3 separate regions of the Zea mays genome follow, and regions 1 and 3 are each linked to region 2. A link is a contact called in public Hi-C data. All regions are on one chromosome and are shown on one strand. The core of a region is the stretch at or near the end of the contact, and the rest is flanking DNA. Distances in the headings are between cores, read along the strand shown.

What was found. A called contact is a pair of places that touch in the nucleus more often than the background predicts.
Region 1: a contact with region 2 is called in a Hi-C map of tassel, with 3 times the contacts expected there. The contact joins the promoter of LOC103626849 here to the enhancer-like site in region 2. A contact is called at or near these places in 6 of 25 Hi-C or Micro-C datasets (ear, leaf and tassel).
Region 3: a Hi-C map of leaf shows a contact between it and region 2, with 6 times the contacts expected there. The contact joins the promoter of LOC103626853 here to the enhancer-like site in region 2. A contact is called at or near these places in 3 of 25 Hi-C or Micro-C datasets (ear and leaf).

The regions. Positions count from the first base shown.
Region 1 is chr5:124,081,610-124,084,995 of Zm-B73-REFERENCE-NAM-5.0, forward strand. LOC103626849 (copper-transporting ATPase HMA4) reads right to left here and starts at 1,807. Exons shown (of 9, transcript XM_008647210.4): 1 at 1,316-1,807; 2 at 359-618; 3 at 1-34. The coding sequence starts at 1,325.
Region 2 is chr5:124,258,853-124,262,214 of Zm-B73-REFERENCE-NAM-5.0, forward strand. No RefSeq gene overlaps it. Among protein-coding and RNA genes, the nearest start is that of LOC103626850, 72 kb to the left of the region's middle. Within about 2 kb of position 1,444, at least 15 of the 20 cell types and tissues checked have an H3K27ac peak or open chromatin away from gene starts, as enhancers often do. A contact at or near this core is called in ear, leaf and tassel, where this site is marked.
Region 3 is chr5:124,402,438-124,405,759 of Zm-B73-REFERENCE-NAM-5.0, forward strand. LOC103626853 (outer envelope protein 80, chloroplastic) reads left to right here and starts at 2,045. Exons shown (of 16, transcript XM_008647213.3): 1 at 2,045-2,727; 2 at 2,815-2,908; 3 at 3,013-3,095. The coding sequence starts at 2,236.

The DNA.
Region 1 (3,386 bases), core at 557-3,056, 180 kb before region 2:
TGAGGTCCTCAATAGCTTCTTTTATGGTTCTTGCCTGAGAAATAAGAATCACAAGTTCACAACAGAAGAAATATGGAAAATAATACCTCAACTGTCACTACTTCATGATATTAATAAACTAAGGAAATTACGACGGCAGCAAAAATAGGCAGGTAAAAGTTATTTATTCAGTTGTGAACCCCAATTGCTAACAATCTTCCTGGCATGGCAAGCACAAATACAGATATTTATAGTGAGCTTCCCATGATTTAGTATCTTGTTATCACAAAATTGGCCCACACAAAAAAAAGATCCATGCTATTCTAAAATGAAAAAAAGGAGCATAAATAGCAAGGCCATGGGCTCATGATAATCTTACATCAGTTTCCTCTGGCCTGTACTGAACCACGGCCTGGCCCTGAAGTGAGGAGACCTGGATGCTCTCCACCCCGTTCAAGCCGGCCACAACGGTCTCAATCGACACGGCACAAGAAGCGCAGGAGATGCCCCGGACACTGAACAGGACCTTCCTCGTCTTCCTCTCCTTCCTTGGAGACGCCCCAGCAGGAGAGGCGCCAGATGTCGTCGGCAGAAGCGGGTCCTTGAGGTGGCTCTCGCCATTCCGCTCCATGCCTGTGGCTGAATTGAAACGCCAAAGATCAACTGCATGTTAGATGTCAGAAGTAGCTGAACACAATCGCTTAGTAGTAGCTCAGTAGCACTATCTGCAATGCAGCACGCCAACACCCCAACCATTGTCATGGTAAATTGCTAATTCAGGAATCATACTTCACCCGCTGACGAAATCTAGGGTCATCATGACACCATCTAGCAACACTAGCGGAGACATGGAACCACAGCTGACGCACATAACTCGCCAACGCCGTACGACACCACGACAGCGAGGGTTCCCTCATTTAGGGGGTGTTTGGTTACACTCCGCTAAAATTTAGCTCATGTCCCATCGAATGTTTGAACCTCCGTTCCGGGTATTAAATGTAGTCGGATTATAAAACTAATTTGTCAGCCGAATATTAAAAGACGAGACGAATCTAGTCTAGTTGGTTAGGTGTATATTTCATACTCCTATTTAAAAGTCAAACGCTTGATGTGATCCGGACTAAACTTTAGCAGGAGCAACCAAACACCCCCTTAATTCTCAGAACGATAGAGAATACAGGAGCTGAAATGACAGCTTTCAGCTTGTGCAGCAAAGGTAACGAGAAACCCGCGCACGCATCGACCGCGGATCAATCAGCCAGCGCTGCGAGTCCACGACCGCGAGAGGCGACGAAAGGAAAACAGACCAGAGAAGACGGGTGGAACAAACGCAAACCTGTGATCATTCAATTGAACCAGAAGCCTGTGGACGAGGCGGCGGAAGCACACGAGCCGGCGCAGGAGGGCGCCCCACCTCGGTCCCGGACGACTGCGGCCGCGGCGAGAAGCTCTCGGCCCCCGGACCCCGCCTGCTGTAGTAGTCTCCCTGTTCCCGCGGCGGGGCGCCTGCCCGGGGTGTGGGGATTTTGAGTTGAAAGAGGAGGGATTGGCAGGTGCCTTGGCGGGCGTAGTGGCATCAGACTATAATAAAGGCGACGCGGAGCAGGGAGCGCGGCGTGAAGCAGGCGGTGGCGGGGTGGAGACGGCGAGGTCGCCTCGCCCTAGCGCGTGCGGCGGTTTGTTTGTTTCTTTCTTTCTTTGTTTACATTTGTTATATATAATAATAAATTTCGTGGGGATTCGGCGTGAATTTGGATGGGAACGCGACGGGTTTTTGTCAGATGCCTTTTGAAATCCCGCACGAGTTTGGTTTGATTTTGGGTTCTTGAGTGCGCGCTCGCTTTCTCCGCCCCTCATTTTTGTCTTGGCTTCCCTCCTCGCCGCGTTTCTAGAGTTTTCCATTCCGCATTGTATGCGGAACTTGAATGATTAGACCAATTGTTGGATTCTAAATTCGAATTGGGACGTCATGAGCGAACGTAGTGGGTTCCGAGATTCAAAACTTGTCGAGAACCAGTGCTGACTTTTTGAACGCGAACCATTTCGTGGGCGGCATCGTTTCGGCCGGCAAAACAAGACAAATAAAAAACACTTTGCGCCTGTGTACTATGTATTATTGTACGAGAAAAAATTATTGTTTATGACTGCGACTTTGATGATCCCGACGTCTAACAGCGTTTATCGTATGTTTTCTGGTAGGGGTATGTTGAGGTTGACTCCATCTCCATCCGGCTGGACAGTTGTGCATCTTCTAATAACTGTAATTAGTTACTCCTTTTCAGATCGGACTTTTGGACCATGTTGATGTTCTTGGTGTGACGGCTTGGCCCTCCGTCCAAAGAAAAACATAAAACTGTGTTTTCAACGAATTAATCAATCTTCAAATAGATTTATATTATACAAACGTATTATGTAATCAGTATAATGATTGTTAATAATGCACAGTACTTATTTATGTCATCGATACAATTTGAGGGCATTAAGTCTTGACAGAGGAGGTTTATATATTTTAAAGGAGACATCCCGTCCACATATCAGATTCAGAAACATCCTTAGTTTTCTTCCCCTTGTTGGCACGTGAATTGGTGCTGGCAGATGCTTTCTTGGTTACTTGCACCTCACCTTCTCTACTGCACTCGAGAATTCAAAACCATCCATAAGACGTGTAAATCAACACAATATAGAGCAAAATTATAGTTGTGAACCAATTTTTTTAGATGAAACATAAGCCAACGCATTTTCTTGGTTCTCTACAAATGATGGTTCAGATTCTAGTTCTTATTATGCATCCAAAATCTGAGGAGTAAAGACGCACAACACAGTTCAACAAAAAATAGCTAACCAGCAAGACTCTATGTTCATATTTGTAGTCATTTTGGATTTGGGGTAGGCCTTCGTCATGAACAGATTGACCCAGCCCAGTACAAATGTACTTAGGATAGATGCAGGGTTCATGTTCAGTTTAGATAGGATGGATTTTCTAAAGCTATATATACATGACCTGACGACCGGCTCCAGATCAAGATGAATTTATAGAGCTAGAGCTCCACCAAACGATTTGACTTACAATCAACTAGGGTTCAAGCTTAGTCCTCCCACCGCCAAACAGAAGGTCGTTTCCATGACAATAAATTGCATGCGACGTAGATAAAAGCATGACGTGGCAGGAGTGGTTGAGAGGTCGGAGGGAGGGAGAAAGAAAGCACGAAAGGATTTCGCATGCGAACTATTTCAGAGCTTTAGCACTTTAGCATCGAGGACGAGCACTAGTTCTAGTTTCCTTACATGATTCCCACTTCCCACCAATGCGCTACTGAGGCATCAGGGCTCCGATGTAGGGGGTGTTTGGTTTGAGGAATCACTCCATCCAAAATGTGGTGATGCATCATGGGTTCATTACTTAAATT
Region 2 (3,362 bases), core at 194-2,693:
CCTATGCAATTGGACATGGTTGTCAGTTAGTTCAAGAGGGGAACTGGCGGACCGGGGTTAGGCTTTGCTGCTAAGGATGGGAGTGTTGCGTGTTTTGGAAAGATTGGTGAGTGGAGTGGATTGAAACCATTAGAGAAACCTTTAGCCACTCCCAAGATCATCAAAATTACCCCACCTAAGCCTACCACACCTGTGAGAGATGGTGTGATTGAGAAGCCTGTGAGAGACCCTCCTTAAAAACAAATGTGGATTCTAAAACCTAACCATCACAGGAACATACTTGACACCCTTTCTGATATCTCTAGTGATTCCCTTCCTAGAGCCCCTCAACTGTCCAAAAGGAGAGCCCCCACCCACAACAAATTCCACCTAAGAGGGATGTGAGGTTCCATTGTGAGTATTGTGAGAGGGATGGGCATTTGGCTGCGTTTTTCTTTAGGAGAAAGAGAGATGACCGGCTAGTTTCTGAGTCGAGTAGAAAGAACATGGACCACCCTTCTCATGGTGTTCATGATCCTCCTGTTCAGATACGTCCTGCGAGGCCTAGAGGTGCTTTGCCACTTGCTGCTAGGCCTCAGGTGGTGAGGCCACGTGGTGGTCATGCCCGGCGGGGTGCTGGTCATGTGCCATATGGCCAAGGACCCCTTGGCAGTGGCTTTGGTTCTTACTTCCCCAGCGGATAACAATTTCCTTGTTGTGGTGATCGCTTCCCTTCTAGACCAGGGATGTGTGGTGTTTTTCCTAACACTTTTTATGGGCAGATGCCACAACACGGATATTATTCTCAGTATCCTAACCACAGTGATGTGCCATTAGCTTACCCCTTGTCTTTCTATTGATGCAGGTGTAACACCTCAAAACCCTATTGTTGTAATCTAGTACAACTCTCTAAAGGATTTGAACTAAAATATCTTTTAATAAGAATTTTCTTACTTTCAAAGACATATTTCCCAAATTGAATTTCTTTTCTAATAAAAGATCAAATGAATAAAATACTAAGTGAATTAAGTTAACCCTTGTTTACCTATACGTTTAAAATTACTCTTTAAAAAGATTTAAGTTAAATCATATCTTGATAAAGACTATACAATAGAAATTATTTTTTTCTAAAATAAACCATTTTTGTGAGAATTGCATATCTCGAAGCATTTGCTTAAAAGGGATAATAAATAAATAAAATAATAAAATATTGCATTCATGCTGGAGTTTTGCTTGAGCATTTTTCTTAATTTAGAAACTCAGACTTGAATTCCACTTGAATTTGAAACTGAGAACTAAAAGAAGGAAAACAGGAAATAGAAAAGAGAAGCGCTCCTTTGCTACCTAGGCCGAGTTCTGCATTTCGGCCCATTTCTCCCACAACCGCAAACGCCAGCCCAAATCCCGCACGCCAGCCGGCCCAGTTCTCCTCCTCGTTTTCTTTTTCCCTGCGAGAATGACATGTGGGCCCTTGTGGTCGGATCCATCTTCATCCCCTGGTGGTCATGGATTCTGGCGCGCGCAGCCCCGCTGGCCAGCCCCTTCCCCGACCTTCACTACACGCTGACGCGTGGGACTCGCTAACCCGCCAGTTAGCCGCGCGCTTGGGCATCATCGCGAGCCACTGTTGGGTGGGACCACCTCGTCAGGCTTATATTCCCCCACCCGAAACAAACTTCATGGTAAATGCGCGCGCAGACTCAACGGAGGTTGTTGGGCGCCAACAATCACCATGGCCAGCCAAGGTCGCACTGCCATGCTCCCTATAAATGCTGCCCGAAGTTGCCACTGTCTTCTCCACCCACCTCGGCCCTACCTGTTCTGTCTCGATGAGACCGTAGCGCAAGAGAGAGAGAGAGAGAGAGAGAGCAAGAAAATCCACCAACGATGTCCCTCACCTTCTCGATCGTTCAAAATCCACAGAACGATCTGGGAGCATCACGTTGAGGTATGGGACAATGGAGGTGTTGTTGCTTGGCGAGAAGATCCACCCAAGCACCAGGGTTTTCTGGTAGAAGACCGAACTCCGCTGCGGATCTACAGCACTGCGTGGACAACATCGCCCCATCGATTTTCAATAAGACGCTTGTTGTTTGAGTCAACATGCTCCGAACAATGTTATGCACCTTTCTTTTGCGAGTTTGTGCACTATGTTAGCGTATCGGCATACGCCCAAATTTTGCTACTTCTAGCTGCTTGTTTATCGTAGATCAAACTACATGAGTTCCATGTGAATAATTTTGATGGTGCTACTACAATATTTTAATGACTTCATATCAGCACACAAAAAATTACAGTGTTATCGTGTTGTCTGTCCATTCACTAAACACATTATATTCCTTTTTCCCTAGGAGCGAGCCGCTTTGGCTGCTGCCTCATATCCTCATCGTTATGTTGAGAAGCGAAAACCAATTCTTGATCCATAGGTAACTACAGTGACAAATCCATGTTAGATGTCATATGACGATTTGTTTGACAAATAGGTTGTATAAGTTATTTATGTGTGCTAATTTGGCCTTATTTATGGGAAGAAAAGGGAGCCTTTCAAAATCTGAAGATTAACTCCTTGGCCACATCTTGTACCAAATTATGCCCGACCCCACCCATTTTATGTGCAACAATACAACGAATGCTTTCTGCGCATCTACTGGCTACGTGATGATAAACATTTCATGAAACTGTTGCTGCTTTGTGAGAGCAAAAAACAGTTGTAAATGGAGTTTTTTCAGTCTGGTCTAGATCCTAGGAAGTGTTCATCTTCAGCATCGTCTATGAGAGATGTAAATGCTTTCAGAATAGGGAAAAAGAGTTGATGATTTCTGAAATTTTGTGTTGGCGTGTTAATCATGTTGACGTGTTTATGCATCACTGTATCAATGCACACCATGGCTAGAGGCTGTGTTTTTTCTTCTTCCATATACTATCCTATGTGAGAAAAGCTTTCATTCTAGGTTCCTATGAATCTCATGGTTGTGGTGTTTGTTTAGTAGCTATGGTTACAGCAAGGGCCTTGCTTGTTCCAACCCTCAAACAAAGCTCCAACGGGTAACATGGTGAAAGACGCTATGAGCATAGAATGACAATTAGTCCTTTATATATCTCACTGTATCTTAATATAATATGTTGACAGTATCTTAATATAACAATGTTGACTCCATAGCAACACAAGGATATATAACTACTAAATAATTATAAAATAAATAGACGTAATATATAGCATCTAGGTGTGGCCATCTTTTACCTTCCTTTATCTCTGTTTCCGCTGCACGGCATGCTCGGGACCACGTTCTCGGTTGCTAACTCGGAATGTAGAAGGGGTTACGAGGGGTGACTTATATATAGCCGAGGACGCCAGCAATGAAGATTGCCCTAGAGTTCATTGT
Region 3 (3,322 bases), core at 795-3,294, 140 kb after region 2:
ACCCATCAGGCCTTTGCAGCTTTATGCTGATGGGGGTTACCAGCTGAGAATTAGGAGCCTTGAGCAGGGGCGGACCCAGGCCCATGGCCGCCTGGGCCACGGCCCGGGGTGCAGGCCCAAAATTTTTTTAGAAGAGCTCTGATCTCTGCTGGTCTGGTCTTTGGCCTCGCTGAGTCATAGTTATATATATGTATATCCATTCGGCACAGTGTAAGTTTCGCAAGCACAAGATAACACACATGCAAGCAAGAGCATGCTACGACCACCTATATGTGTCCTGTAGATTCACAAACTAGGCTAGTAGCAAGGCCTCGGACAGCACATGCTAGGCTCCTACTAGTCTAGAGAGATGGATAGAGAGAGAGACTAGAGACCAAATCATCGAGTTAGGATAAGCAAAAAATTCTCAAACTAGCAAATAGTTCTAAACCGAAGAGGCAAAAAAATTACAAGCCACAGGGCTTAGAAACTACTACCTCCATTTTCTTTTATTTGACCCGGCAAACGTCAAATAAAAAAGACCAAAGAGAGTACGAAACAAGATATTCCATACAACCATCTAATACCATAATCACCAAATAAAAGATCAAAAAGTTGCGACCAAATAAACAAGATCACATGGCTAGAAATTAAGTTTGAGATTGAGACTCTGTGGAGAGAGCTTTCTCATCTATGAATATCATTAAAATTGGGTTGCGTAATAAGACAGGAGATGAATGGCTTAACCATCGTATGATTTCCTTCAAGTCGCGTTCTTAATATGATTTCCTTTAAGGTTCTGGAGTAAGAAGCACTGATGTTGATGTTGACATGATACATTTGGAAAGAGCTACATCATAACTTGTATGTCATCTTTAACATCTATGACAACATTGTTTCGACGTACAATTTTTCTTTATATGTTATTATTAAAGTTTATGATCGTTTCGGTCGGCCCGGGTCTTAGCCAATTTCTGGGTCCGCCACTGGCCTTGATGATACCCCTAATTATGGTCCCCGACAAGATTGTACTATTCGCAGAGTGAAGTTTGAATATAGGTATGGGTATATGTAAGTTGCTCGCGATAGCCTAAGAACTATGGGCTGAGAACGAAAAGTTAGAACTTGGATGCGAGCGGATGAACAAGGATGAGAAGAGCAAAATGAAAATAGAACATTCATTTCAGAACCCTAGCGAAGGGGTAAAATGGGAATCTAGAGAAAGGAAGAGAAAGTGGTGTTCATACTACCAATCTGACGAGCGTGCTGACCTGGATACCAATCTAGCGAAGAATCAGCTTCGGAATATTATAATGGCGAATTTCTCGGTAACCGCATAGGAAGATCGAACGACTCATTTTGGCCTCCCACTATAGGTGTATATTCGGCTGGCCCGACCCAAGCCCGAAATGGCGCGGTCCATTTAAATTTCGGGTTGGTCTAGCTCGTTTGAATTTTGGGCCGTGTCGGGTCGGCTCACGGACGGACACGTAATTGTTTAAACGTGCCGGACTCATTTTGAGCGGCTCGAAATTATAAAAAGCCCGAAATTCAAATTTTGGCCCAAATTTACATGAGAGCCCGAAATTTACACCTGAGCCCAAAATTCAAAACAAATTTAATAAAAAAAAAGTTAAGACAAATAAATTTGACCAAAAGCAAACTTAATATTTGTATTAAATTACTAGAGCTATGCAATGACAACCTCGTTTAAAAATATTTTGTTAGAAGAAAAAAAGAGTATAATCAGCTCTATACAAAGTTCGTAAGTTTATTCGTTATCTAATGTTCATAACAAAAGTAAAATTATATCACATACTATAATGCAAAGCTAAAAACATGTAAATAACATCATCTATAGCTTCGTTTTTTTATCAAGTACATGAAAATTAGAATGAAGTATGATTTTAATAAATATATGGATATTTTCGTGACTCTATATGGACTATTTCGTGTCTGCCTTAAACAGTACGTGTTCGTACGTATCCATGGCCTACGATTTTAGCCCAAATCTAGTCCGATATTACATATTTTTGTACCGGGCCGTGTTTTTTTTTTCTGCCTCGGATCGGAATGTACACCTACACTCTCGATACGCTCCCACAACCAGTCAGCCACCATCTGCTCCGCATCCTCCTCCGGCGCCCATGGCGGAGGAAACCCTCGCGCCCTCGTCCTCGTACTCGGTCTCGTCGGCAAAGCCCTAAACCCTAGTCGACCTCCATTTCGGAACCCTAGCCTTCCCGCGCCGCCGCCATGGTCCGCAGTTGCGATGTCCGTTTTGTCTCCTCCGGTGTCAAGCTCCCGTGCGAGTCCACCTCCGCGCTGGCCCCGTCCCCGTCCCCGTCTCCGGCACCCGCGCTCCTCTCCGCAGCGCTCCCGTTCGCGCACATCGGCCGCGCCATCGATGCCGCCGCCCGCCGCCTGGGCTCCTGCCTCCCACGCGTCCCTGTTGCGCGGGCCGACCCGGCTCCGTCCCCGCCACGGCGGCACGGCAAGGACGGCGGAGGGCCCGAGGAGCGGGTGCTGATCAGCGAGGTCGCGGTGCGGGGAAAGGACGGGGAGCCCCTGGAGCTGCCCGAGCTGGAGGCCGCGGCCGCCGCGGCGCTGCGCGCGTGCCGCCCCAACGCCGCGCTCACCGTGCGGGAGGTGCAGGAGGACGTGCACCGCATCGTCGAGAGCGGACTCTTCCGATCGTGTATGCCCGTCGCTGTCGACACCCGCGATGGCATTCGCCTCGTCTTTGAGGTCCTTCTATCCTCTTGTTGTCCCCTCTTCCTTTCTTTATTTCCGGAGCTAATGAATGCACAATTTCGTTTCTTCTTTTGGTTTCAGGTGGAGCCGAACCAAGACTTCCATGGGCTGGTATGCGAGGGCGCCAACATGCTACCGTCCAAGTTCATGGAAGATGCATTTCGCGATCGCCATGGTAAACATGTACTCCCTCGTTCACAAATAATGTTTTATTTGTCAACGGATTATGTGCACTGTTGTCGGCACGACCCATTGAATCTTTGGAGTTACAATGCGCAGGAAAAATTATTAACATTAGGCATCTGGATCAAGTGATCAAGTCTGTTAACAGATGGTATCAGGAGCGTGGCCTAACTGGGTTGGTAGGTAATCTGAATTTGTGTTTCCCTGTCACATAGTTGCTTGTGCTAGCTCCTAGGATACCTCATATGTGCACCACACAGAAACCAAGATGAAACTGAAACAATTGGTACTCTGAACCAGAAAACTAAGGTGATAAAGACAGAAAGAAGGGAACAATGAGAATACAGACATGCCTAGTGCGCGCGGATATTGACATACAAAATAGGAACATAGGTAAATTGATTGA